Linked DNA regions of Rattus norvegicus: all the other regions are linked to region 1. A link is a contact called in public Hi-C data. All regions are on one chromosome and are shown on one strand. The core of a region is the stretch at or near the end of the contact, and the rest is flanking DNA. Distances in the headings are between cores, read along the strand shown.

Region 1 (4,119 bases), core at 1,138-3,637:
AAAAGGTAGAGGTATGGATAAATTCCATTTAAAATGCTTTTGGCTGTCGATGGAATACCTATATAATTAAAAGTCGACAGCTTTTGCCAGCATGCCTTTAAAAAGTGGCAGGAAATGTACTCAGCTTGGAGGAAGGGCCAAAGTGTGTTTTCAATTACAGTGTACTAAGTACTGTGAACGGCCATTGCAGTTTCAGGAAAAGGTGGTGCTGTGTCCATTTGGAGCCGAGATCCTGATATCCTAGGTAAAAGTTCTGAGGAAGCTGTGGTCGGTGTCGTGATCAATGTCCTTACCACTCCTCAGGTGTGACAAGCCCACAGCAGTCTGCCTGGAACAGACAGACGAACTTCAAGCCTGAGGTACAGCCTGGCAAACAGGACTTGATCTGAGTGAAAAGACAGGCTATTTCAAATCATAGCGCAGGGACATTTAATTGCCTCTTTTCCTTTGTTGTGTGTTTGTTTGTTTGTTTGTTTGTTTGTTTTGAAACAGAGTCTCACTTGTAGTCCTGACTAGTCTGGAGTTTGCTATTTAGACCAAGTTGGCCTTAGACCAGGACCTGCCTGCCTCTGCCTCCTCAGTGCTAGGATCAAAGGCATTGGTCACCATGTCTGATTTTAACTACCATTTAAAAACATTTTCTTTTTGGAATTGGTTTCAGGTTAATGTTCCAGTTTGAACTTAATTGTTTTATGTGGCACTTGTTTCGGCCGGCACTTAAGCCTGCTTCAAGTAACATCACAATCTTGAGGTGACAAATATGTTGGTAGGCATCAACAAGAAGGGGTTCATCTTGAGAATTCACTATGAAAGCCATCTTTTGGGAGACACAGTCTCCTTTACAATTTCCTAGTGAAAACTGTATAAAGCTATTGTCATTTAAAAAGGAAACGTAACCAAACCCCCCAAGTGTCTGTCCTTAACACCACTGGAGACTTCTAAGTCTCATCAGTCACTCATGTCACCTGATAGAATGCCATTTTAAACTTCTGTGTCTTCACTATGCTCCGCCTTCTTCGATGAAAATACCTATTTAAAAATTGGTAGGAAAATATTTAACATAATAGGTTGATGAGTCGAGGTTTTTTTAAGCTCAAATGGGAAGATGTAGTTTAAATAATGCACCTTTTTCTTTTTAGCTCTGACTCATGACATATAATGTATTCCACCAAGTTCAAAGTTTCCCCTCACAAAGAGTTTTATGAAACAGCTCTTCTTCAGGCCATTTTTTTTTACTTCAATTATAGTAGCAGATTTTGGAGTTTTAAATCATTAACAACCTCCCAGTGAACTTCTATCCACATGGCTTACAGTCAGAGAGAGAGAGAGAACTGTTCCCTTTGCCGAGTATCTTTTGTGAGGAGACGCATCCTTTTCTGTTTTTCCTCTTTATGTGGCTCTTTGAAGCAGGATGTGAGATTTCTGAAGTAATGAAAGTGTGTGGCTTAATGAAAACTGTTGTAGGAGCTCAAACTGCACACTAGAACGGCTTGGGGGTAAGCCTCAGCTACCTGGGTTGCAGGAGTGGGGAAAAGTGAATTACAGAAGTCAGGATCACTGTGTGCACTGTAGGAATATCTTGGCAGTCAAGTCAACCCTCCGGGTGACCTAATCTTAGTTTCCCTCTTTCTTAAGGACCTGTAATTTTTGTTTAGGCTGAATTTTCAAGTGTTAACTCCACCAGACCCTCCAAACTAGTGCATCCATTCCACCCATCCGCTGATCCTACACTATGCTATCTTTTATTTTTATTTTATTTTATTTTTAAAGATTTATTTTCATTGGCTGTTTCAAGATCGTGTGCGAGAGTCTGTTATCCTCCAGACTCAAGGTGATGGGGCGAGAGAGTCAATCTTTCAGTTACAAAAGCCTGGGGAATTTTATACAGAACCAAACGTAGTTTAATACACAAAAGAAAGTGGTTAGTGCAACCTATTTCCTTAAAAAAAAAATCTGTAAAATAATGTTTCAAGAGCGGGGGGGGGGTAACTTTTCCACCCCCCCTTGATTGGGCGACTAGCGGGATAAATTCGAAGAAGTCCATCCCACCCCCGCACGCGCGCCCCCCATTCTTTCCAGACAGAGCAGTTGTAAATGCGAGGCTGAGTCCGCCCTGAGAGCCTTAGGGCACCTTCCTCTTTGCTGAGTGTGTGTGTGTGTGTGTGTGTGTGTGTGTGTGTGTGTGTGTGTGTGTGTGTGTGTGTGTGGTGTGCGCGCGCGCGTGTGTGTCTAGCTCTCGCTCTTTCCCTCAGTCTGTGCCTCTGTGTGTGTGTGTGTGTGTGTGTGTGTGTGTGTGAGTGTGTGTGTGACAGAGAGAGAGAGCGCGAGAGGAGAGCGAGAGAGCGAGCTGCGAGCTGTGCTGCCGCCGCCGCTGCCCTTTGATCCCGACATTAGTGTTAGGGGCTCGGAGACACAGCGCGCGGCCATAGACACCGCCGCACCGGCGCTCATTTATTTATACCTCCCATCACACGCGAGCACAGGACACACACACACTCACACCTATTAGATCCGTTTCCATTGAAGAATATTACGCTCGGGGACAAGCCAGGTGCACGACCAAAAAAAAATTTTTTTAAAAAAAGGAAAAAAAAAAAAAGAAAGAAAGAAAGGAAAGAAAAGAAGAAAACCCCTCTTCTGGCTCCAGGAAACAAGCTTCAACCCATTGCACACACCGGAGAGAAGGGGTTTCCCCCTGCCCGCCCCCCAACTACCTCCCCGCTCCTGCCAGTGTCTGCCTGTCTGCCCCCACGGGGGTTTATTTGATCTCACATTAACCAAGGAGGAGAATGTGAGAAAAGGGGGAAAATGCCCAGGAGGAAGCAGGAGCAGCCCAAGCGCCTTCCCTCACGTAAGTCATCCCTTCTCCACCTCCTCTCGTGCCATTTTCTCGCCCTCCCTCTCCTCTTTCCCCTCCGCAGCCTCCGCCGTTGTTTTCTGCATTAGTTTAGGGTTACAGAGGTGAAACTGACAAAGACACAGCCAGGGTTACTCCTCGTTTAGGTCTATGCCGAGGCAGCCATGTTGGTGATGATCAGCCCCGTGCCCTTTCTATTCTCTCTCTCTCTCTTTTTCTTTCTTTCGCTCGCCCCCCTCTTTTTTTTTCCTTGAGATCGGGCTTTTCCCCCCTTTCCCTCCCCCTCCTCACTCCGGGTTGCGGGGGAGGGGGCGAGAGGAGGGAGGAGGGGAGTAGTGTGGATGCCGGGTTTTTGTCGCGGGTGGGGGGAGGTGGGAGAGGTTGCAATCTTGAAAAAAAATAAGAAATTCCGTGTGGATCCCGGTGCACGGGTGTGCGGGGTTGGGGCGCGCGCCGGGCCGAGGCCGTGACATGGCGATTGGGGGGTGTCAGGGCGAGGGCTTGCGGCCGCCCGCCGGGCTGGGGACCGGAGAGGTCGGTCTCCGGCTAAAGGTTGCGCCGGGGTGGGTCGGCCCCGGAGCCGCGGGCGGCTAGAGCTGGAGGCGGAGGTGGAGGCGGCGGCGGAGGGGGAGCCAGGGGCGGTCGAGGAGGGTGTGGGGGCGCCGGGGGGCGCGGGCGGCCGATCGGGGGGCGAGGCCGGGCAGCCGAGCGGATGTGGGGTGCGGGAGCCGCGCCGAGGCTGAGGCGAGGCAGCCAGGGCGGCGCGCGGCGCGCGAGGTCCCTGCAGAGCCCAGGGGAGGGCGGAGCAGGGCTCCCGGCCGCAATAAAATGCGGGGTCAGGCGGAGCAGACGGAGCCGGGGCGACGCGGGCTCGCAGACCCCCCTCCCCGGCCAGCCGGAGCAGAGTCCGCGACTAAAGTGCATCCCAGTCCTCCTGGCCCTAGCCACACACGCCAACTGGAGACTCGCGCCGGGCTGAGCGGCCGGGTCCCCGTCCCCTCCTCCACCCGCGCCTCGGGTCCCTCCGCGCCGCCCTCCCGCTTTTCTTTGCGAGACTCTTAACTTTTCCCCCACTCCCTCTCGGGCTCCCCCCTCGCCCCCCCACCAAGCTCTCTCCGCTCGGAGTGTTCCGAGATGCTGCTGAAGCTAAAAGTGAAGGAGAAAGAAGCAACTAAAAATATCCCCCCCGGGGCCGCTGGGCTCCTTGAATGCAGGGGAGAGGGGGCAGGGGAGAAGGCGTGGGGCGGGGTGGCGGGAGGAGG
Region 2 (4,119 bases), core at 792-3,291, 370 kb after region 1:
AATCAAGATTAGAAACCGAAATTTAGTTTTTAACTAGTATGTGTAGCTGGGGACCAAGATTTACTTCCTCTTAATGCTCATGTGAACTTACCAGAAAAGGAATGGAAATTCCAAGATGAACAAGAGTTTAGCATTTTTAATTGCCCCCCCCCCAAAAACAACCCTGTCACTCCTCCAAAATGTAAAGACCACCATCTCTCCAAGGGTATAAAACTAGAGGACACTGCAAAAGTAAGAGTGTATTTGGTTACTACTTATGGTTGCAAGGGTCAAAACTAAATCAAGGACAAATCCCTATCCTCTGAAGAAACCTGATCATTCTCGGGAGCCTCTGACATCCCCACCCCCAGAAAACCCATCTCTCAAGACCCTGGTTTACAGTTTCCTAAGAAAAGCAGACTTACACAAATGGAGCACCACCTTCACAGAAATATCGTATAACTGAAAATTAGAAAAGCAGAGGCGGGGAGGGCGCACCCGAAAGTCCGCACAGCCTGTTTAGGCCTGCAACCTCCATCACAGTACCGCCGCCGGTGTGAAACATCCACACCAATTGAAAACACCACTGCCTCTGCCTCGACTCTGTGAACTGTTCCAGCACAGCTCATCAGCTTCCGGTACAGCGTGAAGTGGTAATTATAAACAAGATGAAAAATGAACCTGGTCAGGGAACAGTTTTCTCATTGTGCTGAGGTGTGGGCACATTATCCACCACAGGCCCTTAGAGCGAGAGATGCTGGAAAGAGCGTGCTGTGATTTTGCTCCAGCAACAGGAAGACATTACATAAACCAAGCAACTCCTTTCAGTCCGGGCTTTGAAAACTTCAGATGTCACCCAAGAACCCTAGAGAGGGGGAAGAAAGAGGCCAGGGTTGACAACATGCACTCTACTACGATTTTCTCTTAGATGGCTGTGGCATGGGCTAGGATTTTCAGATGGAAAGCTCTTAGCTGGATTATTTTGTGCCGTGCATTTTAGAAAAACTGCATGTGCCTCCGAATAAACAAAAGCCGCGACTACCACAGTGTCTGGATGTGGCCGGCCATGGTCCCTCCTGGCTCCCCAAAGCACCTCGGGGAGACGCTGCCCCCGCAGCCTTCACACGCAGTCCGCAACGCGGCTGCAGAGGCCCGCGCTCTCACGCCCACCACCCCCACCCCGCGACAGAAACACTAACAAAGACAGTCTGGACGAGAGCAGTTGTTCCCGGCGCTCGGAACGCTGCAGTGAGGCAATCGAATCCGGTAAAGGGAAAGGAATGAGGCGACACTGGGCGACGCAGGGGGTGTAGGCGGAGGGGGGGGGGGGGACGCGAGGCGGCCAGACCTTTGAATAAATCAGAGGGAACTCCGCCGCGAACTTTCCTTAACCTCGATCCCCAAATCAGGCAGTGTGGGGACCCCACAGGGGCGCGCGCGTCCATCCAGGGAGACCCGAGCTGAGCGCAGCGCTGTCCCCGCGAGGGTCTGCAGGCCGGGGCGGGGACACAATGGGGCTGCGGCCCGATGCGGAACGGGGGTCCCCGGAGAGCTGGACACGCCCGACAAAGACGCGGGGAGACGGGAGAAGAGGTCTGGCGGCAGGTTCGCGGCTGCGAGACGCCATCATGGGGGGTGGGGGGGGACTGTGTCCCGGAGCTCGTCCCAGATTCCCTTCAGCGCGGGTCCCCGAGTCCTCCCGGATCCTCCCCGGAGCACGTCCCAGATTGACCCCGGAGCCCGCCCCTAATGCCCTCGGAGCCCGTCCCCGATCTTCCCCGAAGCCCACCCGGGATGCCCCACGGAGCCGGCCCTGGATCCCCTGGAGCTGGTCCTTGTCCCGGTGCGCCCCGCGCGGCACAGGACAAGTCCCTCTCGAGTCGGCTCGGGTACGCTCGGCTTTACCGGCTCGGCGGCGCGCCCATCGGCGGGGACGCACGAGACCCGGCGCCGGGTCCCGCGCTCCGATCCGTTCCCAGTCACCGTCCCAGCGCTTCGCTTAGCTCTCGGCCGCCGTCCCCGCGCCTCGGCCCTGGCCTCGCCTTGGTGCGCCCGCTCGCTCCCCGAGCCTGGATTGATCTGGTCGCGCTGGCGTCAGGCAGTCGGAACCGCCCAGCCTCCACAGCCCGCCTGCCAATACCCGGCGCACAACCCGCCCGCCGCTCGCCCTCGCTCACACGCGCACCGCGCGCGCCCGCTGCTGCTTAGGGATCCTCTCCAAATTCCCGGCCCGCGCCTGCCTCTGACTCTGTAGTCCCTGCCTAGCTGCCAGTCAAGTTCCAAAGCCTGTGTTATTTTCTGAAATGTTCTCAAACACGACCATCAAACCCACCCAATCGTCCTAAAAACCCATTTTAATGGCCCTGCAATCACTGACCCAGTGATTTACCGGCCCTCCATGTGGCCTGAGCCCCAAACTGGGTGACCTGTTAACTGCTAGGTAAATGCATTTATTTCTAGTATGTACCCTTGCTGCGGCAAATGACAAAAGCCATTTGTATGTTTGATACATGGTCTCTTGTAGCCCAGGATGACCCCGAACTCACTTTGAAGGGGAAAAGACCTTGAACTTCTCTTCCTCCAGCCTCCACATCGTGAGATCTGGGATTATAGATCTACACATATTTTTATTTATAAGATTCTGGGAATCGAACCTGGCCTTGTGCATCCTGGGCAGGAAGGAACTTTACAACTGAGCTTCACCACCTAGCCCTTTTGTTCACTTGCTTGCTTGCCGGCTTGGAACGGGATCTCTCCCTTTAGCCCAGGCTGGCCTTGAATTGGGAAATACCCTTTTAGTACTATAAATTTTTGGTGTAAATTTTTAGATGACAGGGTCTTGCCCCTGTTTCCACCCCCACCCCCCAAACAAAAACCCCACAAAACAAAAATACACAAACACAAAGGAGCTCACATCTTACTGATCTGTTCAGACACCAAAAACACCCTCTTGAAACAATCAACTTTTTTTTTGGTCAGTTTCTGGAAGTTGGCATGAAATCTTGGACACTTATCATAATGTTGAGTTATGTTCAGAGAAGAACTATTCTAGGAGTAAATGCCCCACAAACCAAAAGAAGAAAAAAATCATTACCAGCAATATAAAGAAATACCAAAGGCCACTACAAATTAATGACACTCTCCAATTATTCCTGTACCTTTACATGCCTGGCATTCCACTTAAAATTCTTATTAATTATTTAAGTATTATATCTGTATTCCATATTTAATTATTCAAAGGAAATGCAACAAATCCCATAAACCCATAAAATGCCATTTATAAATTATACATAAGAATATTTCTGCTAATTAAATTCCTTTCTTCATTAAACTATTTGAGCACTTACTGGTCAATTTTTGGACCTCATCTTATTTTCCTTAAAAGCAGCATTTGACATAGTTGGTTGCTCTCTGGTCCCTTGGGCAACAGCTGGAGAGAGCTTGACTAAAGGCCACTCAGGGTCATTCCCCTCCCGTCCACAGACCCTCTGCTGACAGAGTGGGGTATATCCATACACGGGAGCATTATTCAACCATGGAAAAGGAAAGGAGCACTTCCTCTGTCTCCCAGGGCCCAATGAGAGCCTCGGTTCCACCCTTCGCATGGAATAACCGGGTGGGATAGTGCTCACCTGTAATTCAGAAGTTCAAGATCATCCTTGGCTTTATAATAACTTCAAGGCCACCGTGGCCACTGTGACCAACAAAATAAAACAATCAAATAACAGGCCCTCTGCCGAATTAATAAATAAAGACCCCATATAATCTGCTTCCTTCATGCAAGATGTTCGTAATAGACAAAGCCATAGGAAGAGAATAGGAAATTAGAGTGTGGGGTGCAGGATTGAAAGCCTGGGAGGGTCATGAAAGATATAAGCATGGTAAAAGATCTCAAAAATAAGGTTAATAATAAATCTGGTAGTTACACAACTGTGTGAATACAGCAAAAAACATATGAGTGTATATTTTGAATAGCTACATTCTACAATTGTGAATTTTATCCAAATATAGCTTTTTTTTTAATGCAGACAGCTAAAGGCGGTACATGGTTCTTATTTAAATCCTGAAAGGAAGGCTGAAGAGATGTCTTAGGAGTTAAGAGCACTGACTGTTCTTTCAGAGGACCTGAGTTCAACTCCC
Region 3 (4,119 bases), core at 826-3,325, 270 kb after region 1:
GTCAGAAGCCACTAATGTGCTTATCATCATCACCCCTGCTGGAAGCTTCTCCTCACCCTTTCAAATGGTTTTAAATGGTTTTGCAGAGTAGTTAAGCCAGTCACTGATAAGTGAGAGAAACACAGAACACATTCACTGCCTGGGGAGGGCTTCTCTGAGGTTACCTTTCACTATTTTCAGAAGAGTCACATGTCCAAATTTCTACTGTGAGGTCAATTTGTGCTGGGAGCCTCTCACCGTTAAATGTTATTCATTGCTGTTCTGGTCAAAATGTGCAGTGCTAGTGAGACTTGCACAAGGAACTGAGCTATCTTACATCTCAGGTTCTTCCTGTGCAAGTGTAAACAGGCCCACAGGCAAGGGAGACAGTAAGTGTGAATGGCTGTGCACACAGGCAGGACCTGGCGCCAAGCATTGAGGAACACTGCTCTTTTCTCCACCCCTTCTCCAGAGCCCTTGGACTGCTCAGCAAGATCCACCTTGGAACTTTTTTGTTCAAATTCTTTCACATCCTATTACAGCAATTCCCCAAACCAGACCAGGAGTACCTGACGAGAGGGAAAATCTCAGGCCTACTCCAAGGGTTCTGAATCAGAGACTGTGGGAGTGGAGCACAACTGCTTGTGTCCTAAGTCTTCTGTGTGACCCTGATGCCCTAGGAAAAAAGTCCGATAGTCTGTGTCTGCTGCACAACCTTCTCACACTCTCCTCTCAGACTCCTAGGAGTCTCTTTTCCAAACCTGCTGCTTTCCCAACTTCCAGATTTGACCCACAGGCCACATCTTCCCTCTTCTACAACATTTTTCTTCTGCTTAAATTCCTCTCTTAAACCCTCTCCTGATGATCCTGGCTTTGGAGAATCTTTTCTTCATCATATTATTCTGAATACCAACTTAGGTGATAAATCTGCTCAGACTACTAACAAATTGTACCTGGCACACAGAGGGTGCATGTTAACTCAACTGAACACCTATCACATTAAAACCAATGGGAGGATCACATAAAAATACAGATACTTGTTCCATATTGCAGAAAAATCAGATCTCTGTAAAAGACCAGTGGCAATAAAGATTTTAGAGCAATGTTCAACACCTTTCTTACATACGGGAAGAAGTTTGCTTTTCCCACATGACACCAATCTGCTGGAGCGGATTTCAGCCATTCACTTGTTCTATCCATTCCAAATATATTCTTATGACACCCTCAAATTTTGTAGGCACCATTTATGTTCCTCATGATTACGTAACTTTCCATGTTTATAGTCTCTCCTAATAGGAAACAAAGCCTTAAAAGAACCAGCCTAGTAAAAATACTATTTCTCTGAATATATTTACTTTGTCAAAGAACACTCTAGACATTGTAGATGACCTCCAAACGTTTTGTTTCTCCTGGAAATTGGTTTTCTACCCAGTTTAGCCACTTTTTATAGTCTCTTTGTTCTCCAAAATATATACATAGGAGCTCTTATGGCGGCAGTAAGAAACCCTTTTCTTAGGCTATCTTTCATTTTTTTCAAATGAGAAACATATCTGAAGTTGGCATGTCTTCTGTGGAACGCTACAGGCCCTATCGAGACGGTGTTTGGAACCCAGACAACCCTTTGTGACTCCTAGTCTGAACCCTATTTTGTATCCTGCTTTGAATCCTCTGCAAATGGGTATTCCTTCCACTCTGAGGTGTCTGCTGCTCCCTTCCATAGGCGGAGCTCCTTAACATGGAACAACCTTTGGCCCCGTCTCCTTCCCTGCTGCCCGAGAGGAGCTCACAACTCAGCCCACAGATCCTGACAGCAGTGTCTGCGACGCCTTTCTTATGTAAGGAAAAAGCACGCAGTCCCTTCCAGTTCTTCCTGCAGGCCCGACCACATCCACCCCGCCCCTAATTCAGCCACATCCTCCTCGGCTGCCCCCCGCGAGCCTCCAGGGGGCGCCCCCTACAGCGGGGCTGACCCGGGGCGGAGGACGGACCGGCCCCGACTCCTGGCCTCCGCGCGCACCGGGCCCCACACTCACCCTCGCGAGGCCGCGCAGTAAAGCACCGCCCCTTCCGCCCGCTCCTCCCGCCCTGCCCGCCCCTTCCGCCTCCGGCAGCACGCAGGCGTAACGTGACGCCCCCGCGCAGGCGCAGGCGCTGAAGGAAGGCCTGTCTCGCGGCGGGCGCATGCGCGGGTAGCGGGGGTCTGTTTGGGCGGGAAGTGGGTGGTGGAGGCCGCTGTGGGCTCGGCTTTTGCTCTCTGGAATGCGTCCTGGCTTAGGCTGTCTCGGCCCTGCCCGACCCAGCGACCGCGGTGCCATGCCCTCTCTTTCCGCGCGTGGAAGCTTGAGATGGGTCACTGATGACGACCTAGACAAACTTTGCAAAGCAGGTTGCCACCTGTTGGAATAACCGCTCCACCCCCAGCCGAAATGCAAGTCTGAACAATGGCGGGTTTGAGTGGCTCAAGGGCCCACAATTCTTCACTTTAAAACTGATGCACTCATAAGAGTATTTCCTAACATGCCCCACATTCAGAGACCTCTGCTCACCACCTCAGCAATGCCCAGGGAGGTTCGTCTGGCGTGGGCAGGCTCTCCCTTGAAAGGATCTGACTTAGTTCTACTTTGCACTGGGGCGAAATGCTAATTTATTATTATTATTATTACTACTATTACTATTATCTTGGAGAGACAAGGTCTCTCTGGCGATCCTGGAACTCCCCAAGTAAACCAGGCTTTGACACCCAAATTCTGGGATTAAAGCTGGGCCCCACCGCGCCACACTGTAGTGAATTTTAAAAAGGAAAAGAAAAAAAAAAAAAACCATAATAAAACAGGTGACTAAGCCGTTGCCTACTCGTACACGATTTTTAGGGGAAAGTTTTTGTAATATTTTAATCAAGGTAACATCCATGCCGATCTGCATAATACTTTTTTTTTTCTTGATACAGGTTAAGTTTTATGAAGGAGTTTATGAGGACTTTGCTAACTAAAAAAATGATTCCCTAGCCTTTGCTTGCTGTTTATTCTGCAAACTCTTACTTTAATGCATTTTTTTTTTAAATCAAGTATTCCTAACTGTTCTTATCACTCCTTTGGGAAGAATTAAAGACGTTCATGAAGCAGAAGTGCTCCTGTCCTGGGGGAAGGAGGGGACATGGCCGACAGGACACACAGGACTGGAACCTGCCTTGAGGCTGTGAGAGCTCCACCTATGTTCAGCCTCCTCTCGAAGTGATTAGTCTGAATCTCATTAAGAGCCATGCAGAAAAATTCAAAATTGGTTTTATTTGGTTTTCATAGTTGTTAGTATTGAAAAAAATAGCATGGTTCTATTTAAGGCAGCCGGGCAGTCTTAGGTAGCAGTAAAGATTTTCAAATTTTAACATAAGAACACATCGACTTAAATTTCTCAGGAATGATCTTTTAGAAGGATCATTTTGTTCTTAGTCATGTATAATCAAGTAGGTCTGAAGTCATGAGACCTACAAATTTCAGGTAATCCAGAAGGAAAATATGTGAAGACTGTAAAAGTAGGATACTATATTTTAAAAGGTAGTTTAAACAGCAGCTGCAAGTGCTCTTTTAACTCTTCCGCTTTAAATTTGAAATATTTAAAAACAAAGTTGTTGGAGCCAGAGCTATGGCTCAGAGAGTAACATATTAACATAAGAACATATTGGCTGTTTTTTAAGGAGCCAGATTGGGTTCCCAGGACCCACAAGGTAGTTCACAACTGTCTTTAACTCCAGTTCCAAAAAATCATTGCAGTCCTCTGGCCTCTGAGAACACCAGGCACACATTCATACTTGCAGACACATGAAAATATTTTTGAAAGTTACAAATCAGTGTAACTTTCTGGCAATTATTTAACTAAACATTCACAGAAAAGAAACACAAAATCCATGATAAGTTTTCTTATAATCTGACCTTAGCAAATGCTGCACCATGTCTAAGAACTCTGCAAAGTGTTTAGGAATGACCTCATTATTACAAGTATCATTTAACTCCATATAAGGCCTGGGAATTCAGCCAAAGTAATGCATATAGTTTCCAATTCTCTGTGGCTTATAGTACCTGGTCTGGTTCCCTAGTCTTCACACATGTCAGAGAGGGAGACAGGTGCTGTGTGCCATGGTATAAG

What was found. Hi-C and Micro-C count contacts between places; a contact is called where the count stands out from the background.
Region 2: a Hi-C map of frontal cortex shows a contact between it and region 1, with 2.7 times the contacts expected there. The contact joins the promoter of Smad1 here to the promoter of Zfp827 in region 1. A contact is called at or near these places in 2 of 12 Hi-C or Micro-C datasets (frontal cortex and mammary epithelial cells).
Region 3: a Hi-C map of Schwann cells shows a contact between it and region 1, with 4 times the contacts expected there. The contact joins the promoter of Mmaa here to the promoter of Zfp827 in region 1. A contact is called at or near these places in 4 of 12 Hi-C or Micro-C datasets (Schwann cells, frontal cortex, mammary epithelial cells and 1 more) and 1 of 1 datasets of contacts at active chromatin or transcription factors (oligodendrocytes).

Annotation. Positions count from the first base shown.
Region 1 is chr19:45,789,730-45,793,848 of GRCr8, reverse strand. Zfp827 (zinc finger protein 827) reads left to right here and starts at 2,387. Exons shown (of 15, transcript NM_001400944.1): 1 at 2,387-2,851. The coding sequence starts at 2,809.
Region 2 is chr19:45,415,464-45,419,582 of GRCr8, reverse strand. It overlaps Smad1 (SMAD family member 1), which reads right to left and starts at 2,041. Exons shown (of 7, transcript NM_013130.3): 1 at 1,885-2,041.
Region 3 is chr19:45,521,308-45,525,426 of GRCr8, reverse strand. Mmaa (metabolism of cobalamin associated A) reads right to left here and starts at 2,075. Exons shown (of 7, transcript NM_001389261.1): 1 at 2,013-2,075.